2 separate regions of the Hordeum vulgare genome follow, and region 2 is linked to region 1. A link is a contact called in public Hi-C data. All regions are on one chromosome and are shown on one strand. The core of a region is the stretch at or near the end of the contact, and the rest is flanking DNA. Distances in the headings are between cores, read along the strand shown. Region 1 holds the start of LOC123448017 (digalactosyldiacylglycerol synthase 1, chloroplastic-like). Region 2 has its middle 51 kb from the start of LOC123446194.

The links. Hi-C and Micro-C count contacts between places; a contact is called where the count stands out from the background.
Region 2: a contact with region 1 is called in a Hi-C map of seedling, with 3 times the contacts expected there. The contact joins the enhancer-like site here to the promoter of LOC123448017 in region 1. A contact is called at or near these places in 1 of 6 Hi-C or Micro-C datasets (seedling) and 1 of 1 datasets of contacts at active chromatin or transcription factors (embryo).

What each region holds. Positions count from the first base shown.
Region 1 is chr4H:98,962,311-98,969,316 of MorexV3_pseudomolecules_assembly, forward strand. It overlaps LOC123448017 (digalactosyldiacylglycerol synthase 1, chloroplastic-like), which reads right to left and starts at 2,043. Exons shown (of 8, transcript XM_045124777.1): 1 at 1,483-2,043; 2 at 400-432. The coding sequence starts at 1,908. It overlaps LOC123448018 (putative pentatricopeptide repeat-containing protein At3g13770, mitochondrial), which reads right to left. Exons shown (of 1, transcript XM_045124778.1): 1 at 5,351-7,006. The coding sequence ends at 6,533.
Region 2 is chr4H:99,280,184-99,286,614 of MorexV3_pseudomolecules_assembly, forward strand. No RefSeq gene overlaps it. Among protein-coding and RNA genes, the nearest start is that of LOC123446194, 51 kb to the right of the region's middle. Within about 2 kb of position 2,793, at least 3 of the 3 cell types and tissues checked have open chromatin away from gene starts, as enhancers often do. A contact at or near this core is called in seedling, where this site is marked.

The sequences.
Region 1 (7,006 bases), core at 793-3,292:
ATACAGCTATGCGTCCCTGCAAAGCTGAAAAAAAGGCATATCCCTACAACATGCAGCCACCCCGTGCCTAACATGTGGGTCAAGAGGCATATAATGGTTTACAATATTTTGTAAGGCATAATACGAGGATTGTACAGCCTTATTTGACCTTCATTCTGAAAACAAGATAATGCTGCCAACTCCAATATTTAGTAGTTTACAGGAGGAATGAAGCGAATGAACTCAAGGCAGCAATTATCACAATTAGTTTTGCTCTTCAAAAACACTCTTGCAGTTGTAGGTATTGCAAAGTATTCATGCAGAAAAGTTAACTGACCCTGATAAACAGAAACTAGCATATGCACAAAAAAGTGATGCCCTAATGCACAATGCAACAGAATATGAAACCAGACGAGTAACCTCAGATGCTTCAGGTGCAAAGCTCATCGATTTCTGCAATAAGAATCACAATTGTACATCGTGTTAGTGCACTCACATATATGTACTCAATGAGAAATGGTATTGTAGAAGATTTGGTATAGCAGGCTGCAACATGTAAATCACAGAACAAGTTTAATTAAGGTTCATGCACTGCAAGCGAACTGGAGTTATGCAACTTTGCAAATAATATATGTAAAATTTTCAACTGCTGATTTTTGCGAGCAAAACTTGATGCATTTGATAAATGACTCACACCACACAACATGTGAGTTATTATCCTGAGATGATTCTCATGCCCTGGACTTCCCGTAAAGGTTCCATTATTTACACATATTCTAACATGGAACCCCAAAAATTGCATGGGCTCAAGGCACCAACAGAGAGCATCTTCATTAACTTCTGGCATGCAGTTTTCTTACAAAGTAGCCTTAGATTATTTTGACTAGTAAGTAGATGATTTATTTTTCTTGCCAGGAAGTAGATGGTATTTGAATTCATTGTGTCCAGATTAACTAATACCAGGCAAGGAACGGAACTAAATTAAAGTCACCCCCTAGCTATATTATCCTTACACACTCAAACCTCTTGCGATTTTTACACCTCACATTTTAAGCCTACGAGCACAGCAATGAACAAAAACAACCAATTTCATTTTCATATCAGCCAATCTAGAGGATGAATTGTCGACAACTCAACTCAAACATGACGGATCGCAACGCTCAATGCTTCCCCTCTAAATCATGAACATACAACTTGATCAAAGCAGAACACAAAATTTGCTCGATTTCCTCAACATCAAGCTAAATTTTCAGAATCGAATTGCCCCAACAACAATTCAGAATTGAAAAAGTCCAGAGTAAGATCGAACATATGTGCACGGTCTACTATTAGTGACCCAACTCAATTTGATGAACTTGACCCAAGAATAGCTAGCGTCCGGTCCTTCAATTGGTGAGGCTGCAGTTTATTTACTTGTGAAGGCAACCCAAACGGGGAGGCTGCAGTTTATTTATTCACTCGTGCACGAACGACGGGGGAATTGGTGAGGGTTTGGGAGCTTACCAGGCTGAGCTTGACCTTGTGGAGCACGTCGCTGGCCTGGTCCTGGCGCTTCCGGTCGAGGTCCCTGAGGCGCGCCTTGACGGCCCGTATGGGCTCCCACTCGGCGGCGTCCTCGTCCTCCCACCTCCAGCCAGTCTTGGCCCCCCACCCCCTCCCGACCTCGGCCTCGAACGCCTTTCCTATCGCCGAGAGGTCGAGGCGAGTCTTCCCGATCCCCGAGGCGGAGCCGGAGGAGGAGGTGGTGTTGTAGGCCTTGCGGAGGCGCGCGAAGAGGTCGGGCTCCGGGACCGGCGCGCTGAGGAAGGTCTCGAGCTCCCCGGCCCGCGCGCGGATGAGGCGCAGGTCCTCCCGCAGGCTCCGGGAGAGGAAGGAGAGCGCCCCCTCCCCCGCCGCGGCGGGGCGCGTGTCGACGCCGAAGCTAGCCATATGGCTCTGCTGCGTCCGGGCTCTAGGGTTTTGGTGCCGGTGGTGGTGGTGGTGGCGGTCTGGCGGAGGCGGTGGTGTGAGGTGGGGCGGAAGGATGGGGGGGAGGGGAGAAGGAAGGGGAGGAGGAGATTTCGCGTGGCCCGGCGGCGTGGACCCGGTCTAGTGGAGGAGTGGCAACGCAAGTGCAGACGAGGTTGCGCGGCTACGCTTGTGCCATCTGCGGGGCGGGAAGCCGACCGCTCAGATCGACCTGGCAGGAGATCCACGGTGCTGAATTTTCCAACCTCTTTTCTCCTAATTACCACGTCGGCGCACGTACAAGTGTACAGCCGAACCGTACTTGTACTTGGTGCGCCTGTTTATTTTTTTATCATTTTTGAACATCATACCAACGCCCATACACACTTAGTTTTATTAGCACAAAGATATGGAATTGCCTCCAACTTAGATTGTTAAGAATCTCCATATCTCCCCACCCTAAATATGTACATGAAATCACCAAATTATGTAGTACTTATTTCTTTCCTATGTACTCCCTCCATAAAGTAATGTCTAGTGGTCTAAAAAGTCTCACACAATACTTTCTCTACCCGTAAATACTTGTCGGAGAAATGAAGATAAGTAAGAAACATATCGAACACAGTTCATTACTGAACCGGGAAAAACAAGAAGGAAAAAAACAGACTGAATTATGCAGTTCTTGCAATGTAATTCGACTTCAGTTTGAAAATAAAATACTACGTACAGGACTTGTCCACAACCAGCAAAAGAAAGACACGCAAGCACACAAACGCCGGATGCATGCGGCATTGCGGTGCAAAAACCAGATAAACACGAAGAGAGACCAAGGGTGAAAGCAACGCTAACCGTAGCTTGGCACGGCAGCACTCCAGCTCCAGTCGGCAAACCGAAAGCAACGGCCGTGCTCTTCTTGGCAGACAGACGTCGAGCAAACGGCACCTGCGACAAAAGGGATCGGAATCCATCGGGTACATTCCGCGGATCAGGAGAACTCCATGACGGGTGAGTTCACGGTCAGTATTTCCTCCGAGGATGCAGCTGGAAGGCCCTCCTTGCCTTGCCTTGGGCCTTGGCTGCCAGCCACCGGTTGCCCGTTCATCCATCGTCTGTCGGCACCGGTGTAGCAAGTGTCTGGCACAGGGAAGAGCTGCTCCGACAGCCACAAGATGCTCGTGGCTGGACGTGAAAAATGCAGTGACACTTCCCATTTCTCCTGCTAGTTTCCCAACCAGGTTGCACTTGTTCTGTCTCTTGCTACCAGCAATGCCCGGCTCGGCACTCCGTCGCGCCCATGTGTCGCATGCGAGATGGACGTTTTGCGTGCGTCAACGCGAGGGTTACATCGGCTCGGTAAACTGAAGCCGTAGCATGAGGCACAGTTTCCACCGTGAGAGAATGCCAGAACTCTGAAGCTCCATTTCTTAGATTCATCGTCTCCATCTGCCTGTCGGCACCGGTGTAGCAAGTGTCTGGTACAGGGAAGAGCTGCTCCGCCAGCCACAAAATACTCGTAGTTGTACATGAAAAGGCAGTGATGCTTCCACTTCTCCGAAAGGCTTCCGCTACCTGTTTGAGTTTACAGACAAGGTGCTCAGTTTAGTGATCTGATGAGTAACTCCCAAATGCGCAGCACAAGGAAAAATCTCCAGCAGCTGCTGCCTCTTTAATTAAACACTAGTAAGCGAAAGACTCGGAATTTCAGAAAAAGAAAAAGAACACACGGTCCTACCTTACAATCTGATCAAAAGGCAGCAACTCAGCATGCATTAGTAATCCACAAGACTGAGACAGGCCGCTACCGCCATGTGCAAAAGAACGAATAGGGTATCCTGACAAAGTTTATAATGGTCTCAAAGTTTCCATCCTATAAATTCCTACATCCATGACATGGTGAGCACAGCAATCAGCCATCAGGTCAAACCACATTCCGATGTTTGGTTTGGCACTGGTATCTGGATGCTTCAGAAGAATTTGGAAAATTCTATATATGGAATCCAATAAAAAATTAGAATTTATTTATTTATTGACTTTCTAAATTTACTACTGTTCAGTCCAGCAGAACAGCACTTCCGATCCAACCAGGGATTTTATAAAATTTTGCACAAAATTCTATCCACAGGTTTTTCACGGGTAACAGACAATAGATCAGTACAGTTTCAAATACCTCAAACTAACACAGAATTTAGAAATCATTTTACATGCATTATGTGCAAAGACATCTCTTAAACGAAATTAAACCACATTTTAAATATAACAGAGTGCCAGAGCTTAGCCGATTCTAGAGTCTTGCAAATCAACTTCCCCGTCAGACTTGAATATTTCTCTCATTTGCCACTCCATTGTCTAGCAAAGAAGCTTCCTTTTTCATTAACCTTTCCTATCCTGCTCATCTATCAAATACCAATAAACAAAAGACAAATAAGGCACAGAGATGTAGAATTAGCACTATAATTATAGTGTAAATCACAATTAAGACTACATAATTAACAATCACAGTTCCTTAATTTAACCGCTATGGCTCCTAACAATACCCACTTAAGTCAACAAAACCGGAATCCTGAAAAAGAATTGATTCATGCCTTTCATGCTTCACAAATGATGTCAAGCTGGACTACTGATAACTGAATGGCACCGTACAACCAGGCAAGTACAATCCCTCCTTACCCAACCGCGATTTTTCAAAAAGTACAAGTATTATCTATCAATTGGTATTTATACACAAGATCATGAAGTGAATAAAGCATGTGCAACACTAGAATACATTATGTGAAAATAAAACCACTTCTCAATTCTTAGATAATCTGTCCATGATATACAAGCAGCGAACACAGTGTGGACTTAAAACTATCAATTAATGAGATATGACGGTAAAGTAATAAAAATGCTGATATTGTCCACATAATTTCATAAGAATGAACAATAAATATGTATGGACAGAACTGTGATGATATTATTGTTCTCAAAGACATGCCTATCCATAAAACTCGCAGGTTTGGTACAACAATGTATAAAGCTATGCAGTACAAGAAATAGCTTTCCATCAATGTACCAGATGCAGACACAATCACATTCTCCCCTGGATCTCCGGGAAACAACGTATTGCCTTCTCAAGGGCACTCGTGCAACTAGTACAAGGCGTCCTGCCGGGAGCGGCAGCTCCGATCCTCACCGTGCAGACAGTATGATTATTCTCAGCACCTATAGGTTGCCAAACATATCGAATCAAGAGCAACCAGTTTTAATCCAGTGAGCAGATTTTTAGCACTGTTCCTCTGATCTAATCATTTTCCCATGAAAATAGATAAACATACACCCCCAGGCCGGCAAATATCCTCTTGGGACTAATTTTTATTTTTCTATTATGCTCTATCTTTATACTAATATTCAGGAATGACTTCACTGCGTTATACTCATCAGAACAGAACACAAATCAAACTAAATTACTTTTTCAAACTGTCTAATTCCATCACATATCGTGTTTTCAGATCATACTTTCTCACTCTGCATTTGAGATATAATTTTGCTGATTTGCTCAAGCATCATTACACATATGTCCAGAATAACGCACTGGCACAGGAATTGAATGCACCGCATCCCAATGGAGCGCCGAACCACCCAGATAACAAGCTCAGGTGTGCTCGTGACCAGAACAACCACTTCCCCATTTCTCCTGCTAGTTTCCCAACCAGGTTGCACTTGCTCTGTCTCTTACCAGCAATGCCCAACTCCGCATTCCCTCGCACCCATGTGTCGGCATGCGAGATGGATGTTTTGCGTCAACATGAGTATTTACATCAGAGAGCTGATTTTCTCAAGCATCATTGAACATATGTCCAGCATAAGATCAGGTGATTGCTGTGACAGTGGACACAATAGTGAAGAGACTAGCCATTTAAAACAGATGTTCTATGCTCAGTAAATTCAAACCATAGCAGGAGGTACAGTTTCCACCGTGAGAGAATGCCAGAACTCTGAAGTATCCGAAAATTGAATCCTAGAAGATCTCACAACAGGTTCTTGGAGCAGACTTCCTGTATTTCGATAGTTCCCACCACATCCAGCTTCAACAAAATTTGATCGAAACTGCTCCTCAACAATTTACTCAAGAAGTCAAGATTGACAGTTACGTTTGTTAACAATATTAACAGGCTCGTCTATTAACTTAGCGACTTCTCTTTGTGTTGCATCACGGGCTTGAGAACTTGCAGTCCAGAAACGTACACCCATCATCAAGCTAATCAGAGAGTTTAGACAGTCAGCAACTGAGAAAACTGACGGGCATTCCACTGCAGGTGGTCTATAGTACCGATGTTATTCATTTTATAGCAATCTGGTAGATGCCTTCAAACTGTGCTTCCATACAGGTTCAAGCAGTGAAGTGTGCTGGCGCTCATGTGGTTCCTCCACTGCAACATAGGCTTCTAAACAAATTCAGATCTCACCTACCAGGGGCTTATGTTGTACTGCACTACTACATGAACTTCAAGAACCACCATTGCCGTCAACCAAACTATGTGTTATCAGCTCCATATCACAATGGTTTCGATCACTGATCTTGAGCTAACACAATGGCCAGTTTGTGAACTGATCAACATGCCAAAATTCATACAATGCCATGCTCGCTCATCAACCTAGCCACTCTCTCAGCCACATCGACACGACCATGCGCCCGGCATGCGGCGAGCAGAACCGTGCAGATAATCCTGTCCGGGCGTGCCTCCATCCGCGCCAGCAGCCCCTCTGCCTCCTCGACCTCCCCGGCCCGTCCGAGCATCTCCACCATGCACGTGTAGTGTTGCAGCGCCGGCCTCCGCACCCTCGCAAAGACTTCCCTCCCCTGGCTGACCATCCCGGCCCTCGCGCACACGGTGAGAACCACGGTCACCGCCTTGTCGTCCATCTCTCCCTCCCGGCCGCGGAACAGGCCGAGCACCCCCCGGCACATGCCGTGCGCGGACATCGCGCTGGCGAGCGCGGTGCGCGCGGAGAGTGTCTGCTCCTGTGCGGGCAATCCGTCGAACACGCTGCGGGCGGAGGCTGGGTCGCCGCAGGCAGAGTAGGCATGGATAAGCGAGGG
Region 2 (6,431 bases), core at 1,543-4,042, 320 kb after region 1:
GTAATGTCACGTATGCTTATTTACCTTGTGTGCTTGGTTCATCTGTCACCCTGTTAAGCAGAGATGTTTAACAGAGCTGGCAGTGGATTCTTAACAAGATTCAAGTCAGTAGAGCACTTACACCTAATAACAACAGACTATGGAGGTGTATGTATACCATGAGTCCCTAATAAAATACGAGCTAGTGTAGGTGTATGTATACCATGAGTACATACACCCACCAGCATTAAAACACCTTAGTGTAATCTACTTGATATGATTCTTTCTTCTGCGTGCATTTTGCCACCATGAGCATTCTGCATCTGCTTGCATATAAGTCTGGATAGACTGCATGTGTATCGTTTGAGCAACGTCTGCACGCTGGTTGCAATCTCAGAGAAATTCTGAGAAATTTTATTGCAACATAGACCGTTACAACCCTTCCAGACCAAGACCTAAACCTAGATTCTACCCCAGCGCCCACTCATTGTGGATGTCATTCACCAAGGAGTAAACAGTAGCGTGGTCTCCACACTGATAGATCTCCGATGATCACACCACACTAACCCCAGACCCAATGGCGCCTCTGTCACCGTCTTGTGTGACGTTGACAGGCCGCCCCCTAGCCGCCACCGCCCGCGCCTATTCTGCGAGCCTGAGATGGCGTAGTTGATCCCCAGCCATCCCTCTAGCAGCGGCATCACGACGATCCTCAAGGATCATCGCGCACAGTAGCATCGAGCCGCCAACGAACGCCGCCAATAGACCAACCAGGAGGATCGTGAGCAGCTCCGACCCCACGCCCGCCATTAGTGTCTTGCCTTGCGCTCCTACAACTGGAAAGAGAAGGAAGAAGTGAGGTACGTTGCGAGGTAGAAGGGAGAGGAAACCGCGGTCGTTTTTATAGCCTCGACCCGGTGTACGGTGAGCGAGGTCCAAGAGATTGTGCGCTGCTCGATCACCAGCGTCCAGGAGCGAATCCGCGAGCAGTGCCAACCGGCATTGGCCCATGGTGGGAGTGCTCTCTGTGTTGGCCTCGTGCACACCGCGCACTACCGTTGTAGGGTGCTTTACACCCTAGGAGCTAGGCGTGCGCAGTGCCTAGCCGCACTCCGGACGGCGCAAGAGCGAGAGAGAGTGAGAGTTGTTGGACGCAGAAAGAAGAAGAAGGCTTCCAGTAGGCCCTGGTCCCACCTGACAGAGAAAGAGGTCACTGTTCATTGTGGTGCCCCAAGCATTTTCAGAAAAAGAAAATTCTACTTTTTCTAAAATGATAGGGCTACCCAGTGACCCTTGCGTGTGGAGTAGATCCCGTGATATCCGTATCTCGATCTGGGTGTACCAGTTTTGTTACTCTTAACTCGGTTGTTTTCAACTACAGGGTTAAGATCGAAGCCTAGAGGTTTTCATAGGAGGTGTAGTAGTTTTCTTCTAAGCTAACCCTAGGAATCTCGAGGGCGAGATTCTTCTAAGGGGGAAGGTTTGTAATACCCCAAAAATCGGGTTATCGATTTTTGTGTTGTTATTCCTTCCTAGCTTTTTTCTCCCAAATTTTTCCTCTGGAATTTGGCAAATGACCAGGTGAATTCAGTCTACCCTCAACCTCTCAGTGCCTTTCCCATGTCCTTGTTCCAGCTTGCCCTTGTTAAGTAAACCCTAGACCTCTTTGAAACCCTAGCTCCGAAATATGGGAACTGGGAATCCTGCCTTTGTGTTTACAAAGGAGTCATCATTTCCCTTATTCTGTTAATCCTCCAAAAATTTCGAGAGATCATTATTTCCTTATAAATCCTAGATGTGAAAAAATATTGCCAAGTCCTATGCAATATTTCTCATCTAGAATTAATTCCTCTTTCTGCCTTTCTGAGGAATTAAATCCAAGAAAATATATATCCATCTCCCAAGGTCATGAAAACTTGTGGAGATATTCTTTGTGATTACATTGAGCTCCCATAAAATATTGGCCATTACTAAGTGGAGAAAATTGCCTTTTTCCTATTTAAAGCCAATATTACATTTTGAGGCCTTTCCAAAGGAACTACCATTCTGGAAGATAGGAAAAATCCCAAATAATTGGTGGAGCTTCTCATATCCATATATTCATCATTTCCATCAAAATATCAAGTCCCCCAATTCAAAAGTTGAGCACAACATCCCTTTGCAAATTCTCTCGAGATTTCCTGTTTGCAAAGGAAGTGCTTGATTCCTTGATTCCCTTGGGCTGAAACTTTGCAGGGTAGTTCATTATGATAAATTGCCCTTGTCCACCAAAATTTAGCCAATTCCCTCTAGCCAATCTTCCTCAGCAAATTATCCAAGTTTCTGTCCAGATTAGAGCACTCTGAAGGAAGTACCATTTATAACTATGCAAATGGTAGGAAACTTTTAAATTGACTCCATATGCCAAAATCATTGGTCTCCACCAAATTTGAGCCATTTTCATCTAGCCATTTGACCCAGGATCACCTTCGTCATTTCTGGTGTTATTGCCAAGTTACAAAGGAAGTACCCCTAGACTTATTCGTTTGTGTTGTATTTTGGCCAAGATACTCACTCTAGTGAATGGTCAACCTCAGCCAAAGATCAGGCAAAAAGGTGCACATCACAAACATCTTGATGTTGGCCTCTTGTTGAGCAAGGAGATGTCACACCAGAGCTGTAGTGTAGTGTTTGATGGGTCAGCTCATCTCAGTGAAGTATGGAGAAGACCCTGTACATGGTTTGGCAGCAAGTGGAGCATGGCAATGCTGTGGCCAGGTGATGACCACGGGCAAAGCAGCCAAATCGGCGCCCTGTGCATTGGAGTGACGGGAGCACATCTCCACCAAGCTCCAGCCTGTCCAGGCGTGTCGTGGTGGTTCCCATGGCATGCGTGAACCCTCCAGAGCCCTCTCCCACTCGTCTCCTTGCTCCTGGAGGTGTCTGCCGACCGGAATCTCGCTATGGCTCTCGAAGCTCCGTCCGTCGTCGTCTAGCCCCTCCCCTCGGCTATAAATAGCATGCCCCGAGGCCCTGCCGTCGACCAGCAAGCCCCAACCCCTCCCTTAAGCCCTCGGAGCTCCCCATTGCCATCAATGGCTGCGCCGGCCGCCATCAACCCCCGCGGCAATTCTAGCTCCATAGCCCTCCCCCTCTCCTCTGTCCTCGGAGAGACCTTCCCCTAGCTGCTTATGAGCCGCCGCCATATCCATTTCCGTCGGGGACGCCCTGCAGGCGCGGCCCCCTGCAGCTCCCCGTCCGCCGCGATCCGGTCCATGGCGGTGGCGTTGTGGTCCACCTCAGGTGACCCCGCGGCCACCCTCGGGCGCAGTGAGGGGTGGCGGTTCTCCGCGCTCGTCGGTCGGCCCTCCCAGGCGGCGAGGTGACGGCAGCCGCAGCGGCCGGTGCTCTCCTCTGCCACCAGCGCTAGGAAGAAGAAGCTAGGAGGAGAAAAAGGAATAGGGCGGGACCCACCTCCTCGCGGGCCCTGCATATCAGCCAAAGAAGGCCTTAACCCGGTCGCTGAGGTTGATAAGTGGAGACGTATTCCCTGGGGTACGCTTTCTCGTCAGTGAACGCGTATTCCCAGGAATACGCTTTCTGTTTAAACTCCGCCGGGTGAATCTTTTATTTACTGGACGTTCGTCAGTTAGCATCCGAAATGAACACATTTTTATTTGTTTCTCTGCCTAACAAACGAATGGCCATAACTTTGCAACCGTAACTCTGATTGAGGTAAAACCAGCGCCCACACTTTTGTCTAGTCGAGCCCGTTTCGAGAGTACCATTTTCATTATGCATCCTCACAGTAGAAATGATTGTTTTGCCCTTACCCTCTGATCGAGCCCTTTGAGAGAGAACCCTTCCGGCAAACCCTTCCGTGAGATGGTCGCGCTTCTTCCCGCCGTATTCATCGACCCCCAAGCAAGCCAACCTCTTACCATGAGCTTCAGACTTGCGTGATGACTTTGCTTGCACCCTGTGTGTGATCTGTTAGTCTACATCTGCATACATATGTAATGACATCAGTAATCGCTACTAGCATGACTTTTCATCTAATGCCATGTCTTGTTTACATATTACCATACTAATAATAAGATTGTTAATAACATTGGCATGTTAGTACTTGGGTTTGATGTCATACCATAATTATCAGCACAATTGTTTAGCACTTATATTTGTCAAGGTAATGGTAAGGTGATGGATAAGTTGAGTTGGGTTAACAAATGCAACCTAGCTGGTTGATCTTGAGTCACCTGTCCGGGCTTACCCGTGCAACCACATTTGCTCGTATGGGACAGCCTTGACTTGGTCTGATTACGTGCTCTTTCACTGGTACCTCCAAAGAAGGGTTATGCACGCGCGCTACCCTGATCAGGTAGGCGGTGATAACCCTGTGAGCCAGTTGAGATGTTTTGTGTCGGCGTCCCCGTTTGGGACAATTTAGTTTGGCCACGACGGTGGCAGGTGTCATGAGGACATATGGCCACCCAGGGTACGACTCCGGGGGAGGATGAATGTCAGAGGTACGATGGAAGAGTCATGGGTCAGGCAAGTTTCGTTGGAGCAACACTGGTCCACCCGAATGGGATCACGAGGTTAGTGCTCGAGTGTGCGTAAAGTGTGCAAGCTCTAGAGAGTGTAATCTATTCGAATAGCCGCGTCCATAGTATTGGACAACCCGTCCAGACCTCACTAGGTGGTCAACCATATCAATGATAACAATGATGGAAGAACTCATCTTGTGTGGACATCAGAGGATGTCAGGAATATTATATGTTAGCCAAGAGATGGCTATATGATGAGTGGTCGGATGCCCATAAGATTTGGATGGAATTTGGATCCATTCAGGTTGGATTATGAGTATGTCAAGAGTTGTGGGACAACCCAGAAGAGAGTAAGTAGACATTCGGCAACGGTAATGTGACGCCCTCGATTTAATCGTACGCTAATTATACATGCAAATGCGTACGATCAAACTCAAGGACTCATAGGAAGATATCACAACACAACTCTAGACACATATAAAATAATACAAGCTCCATATTACAAGCCAGGGCCTCGAGGGCTAGAATACAGAACCTCAATAAACACACGAGTCAGCGGAAGCAACAATATCTGAGTACAAACATAAAACATGGGGTGCCTTAGGGAAGGCTAGCACAAAAGAAACACGATCGAACGATGCGAGGCCTCCTGTCTGGGAACCTCCTAACTACTCCTATTCTTCAGCGGCCTCCATGAAGAAGACACCATCGGGGCGGCAGGCGTCGGCAGGAAAACTCCATCTCCTGGGCTCCATCATCTGGTCGCAGCAACGGATCAAGGGGACAAAGGGGGAGCAAAGCAACGGTGAGTACTCATCCAAAGTACTCGCAAGTCTTACATCAAAACTATGCTAAGTATGCAACAGTATCAAAGGAGGGGGGTTATATGTGGACTGGCTGCAGCAAAGCGAGAAAGAGAGAGAATGCCTAGTCATATCAAAGACTAGCATCTTCAGGGTCTTGTAGCAATAGACGAGAGTAGAATAGGTGTAACACAATTAATAGTCATATTGTTGCAGCAATATTAATATGAGGGCACGCCGAGAGATCCTCCCTCGACTCCCTCCGAGGAAGCAATCCCGGGGTAACTAAATCCAGTTAAGTAACAATTGTAGTTGTATAAGATCAGGGCACAACTCCAAGTCGTCCTGTAACCGTGGACACGGCTATTCAAATAGATAATTTCTTCCCTACAGGGGTGCACAACATATTTCCCGACACGCTCGATAACACTGTCGCCGGACACACTTTTCTGGGCCATGCCCGGCCTCGGAATATCGACAAGTCGCAGCCCCACCTAAGCTTAGCAGAGAGGCCAGCCCGCCGGTCTAACTCCTAAGCACAAAGGGGTCGTGGGCCCACTTACCCTCCGCGCTCCTGCATGATGCGAGGGCCGCCGATGTCAGTCCTAGCACCCCTTAATACAAGAGCGATCCATCTTGGGACCACTCGGGCGAGCGCCGCTACATCGCTGACGTCTGAAGAGCTTCGGCTGATACCGCGACGTCGAGTACCCATAATTCTTCCCACGCACACGGTTAGTGCGTAATAAGGCCTTCCCACCAACCCAGATCAAATACCCAAATCCATTATCATTTTAATTAGGCCATCGACACAATCTCGCGGGAATCCACCCGTCTAACAACTAATCACCAATGATCCCAGTAAACATGGTCGAGTAACTGTGTGGTTGTAACATCGGGAGGAATCCAAGGCATCACCCTCGTTGGATTCCGAATGGTGTATTCGTCAAGGTGGACTTAGAGGAATCACCCTCGGAGGTCCCACAATTGAGGGGTTGCACGACAGAAGCATCGTCGGAAATGGTGAAAGAGGAATCACCCTCGATAATCACGACCGATTAGCTTTACTAGAGAGATATCATCAGGAGTACTTAGCGAGGTGTCACCCTCGGTACCCGATAGT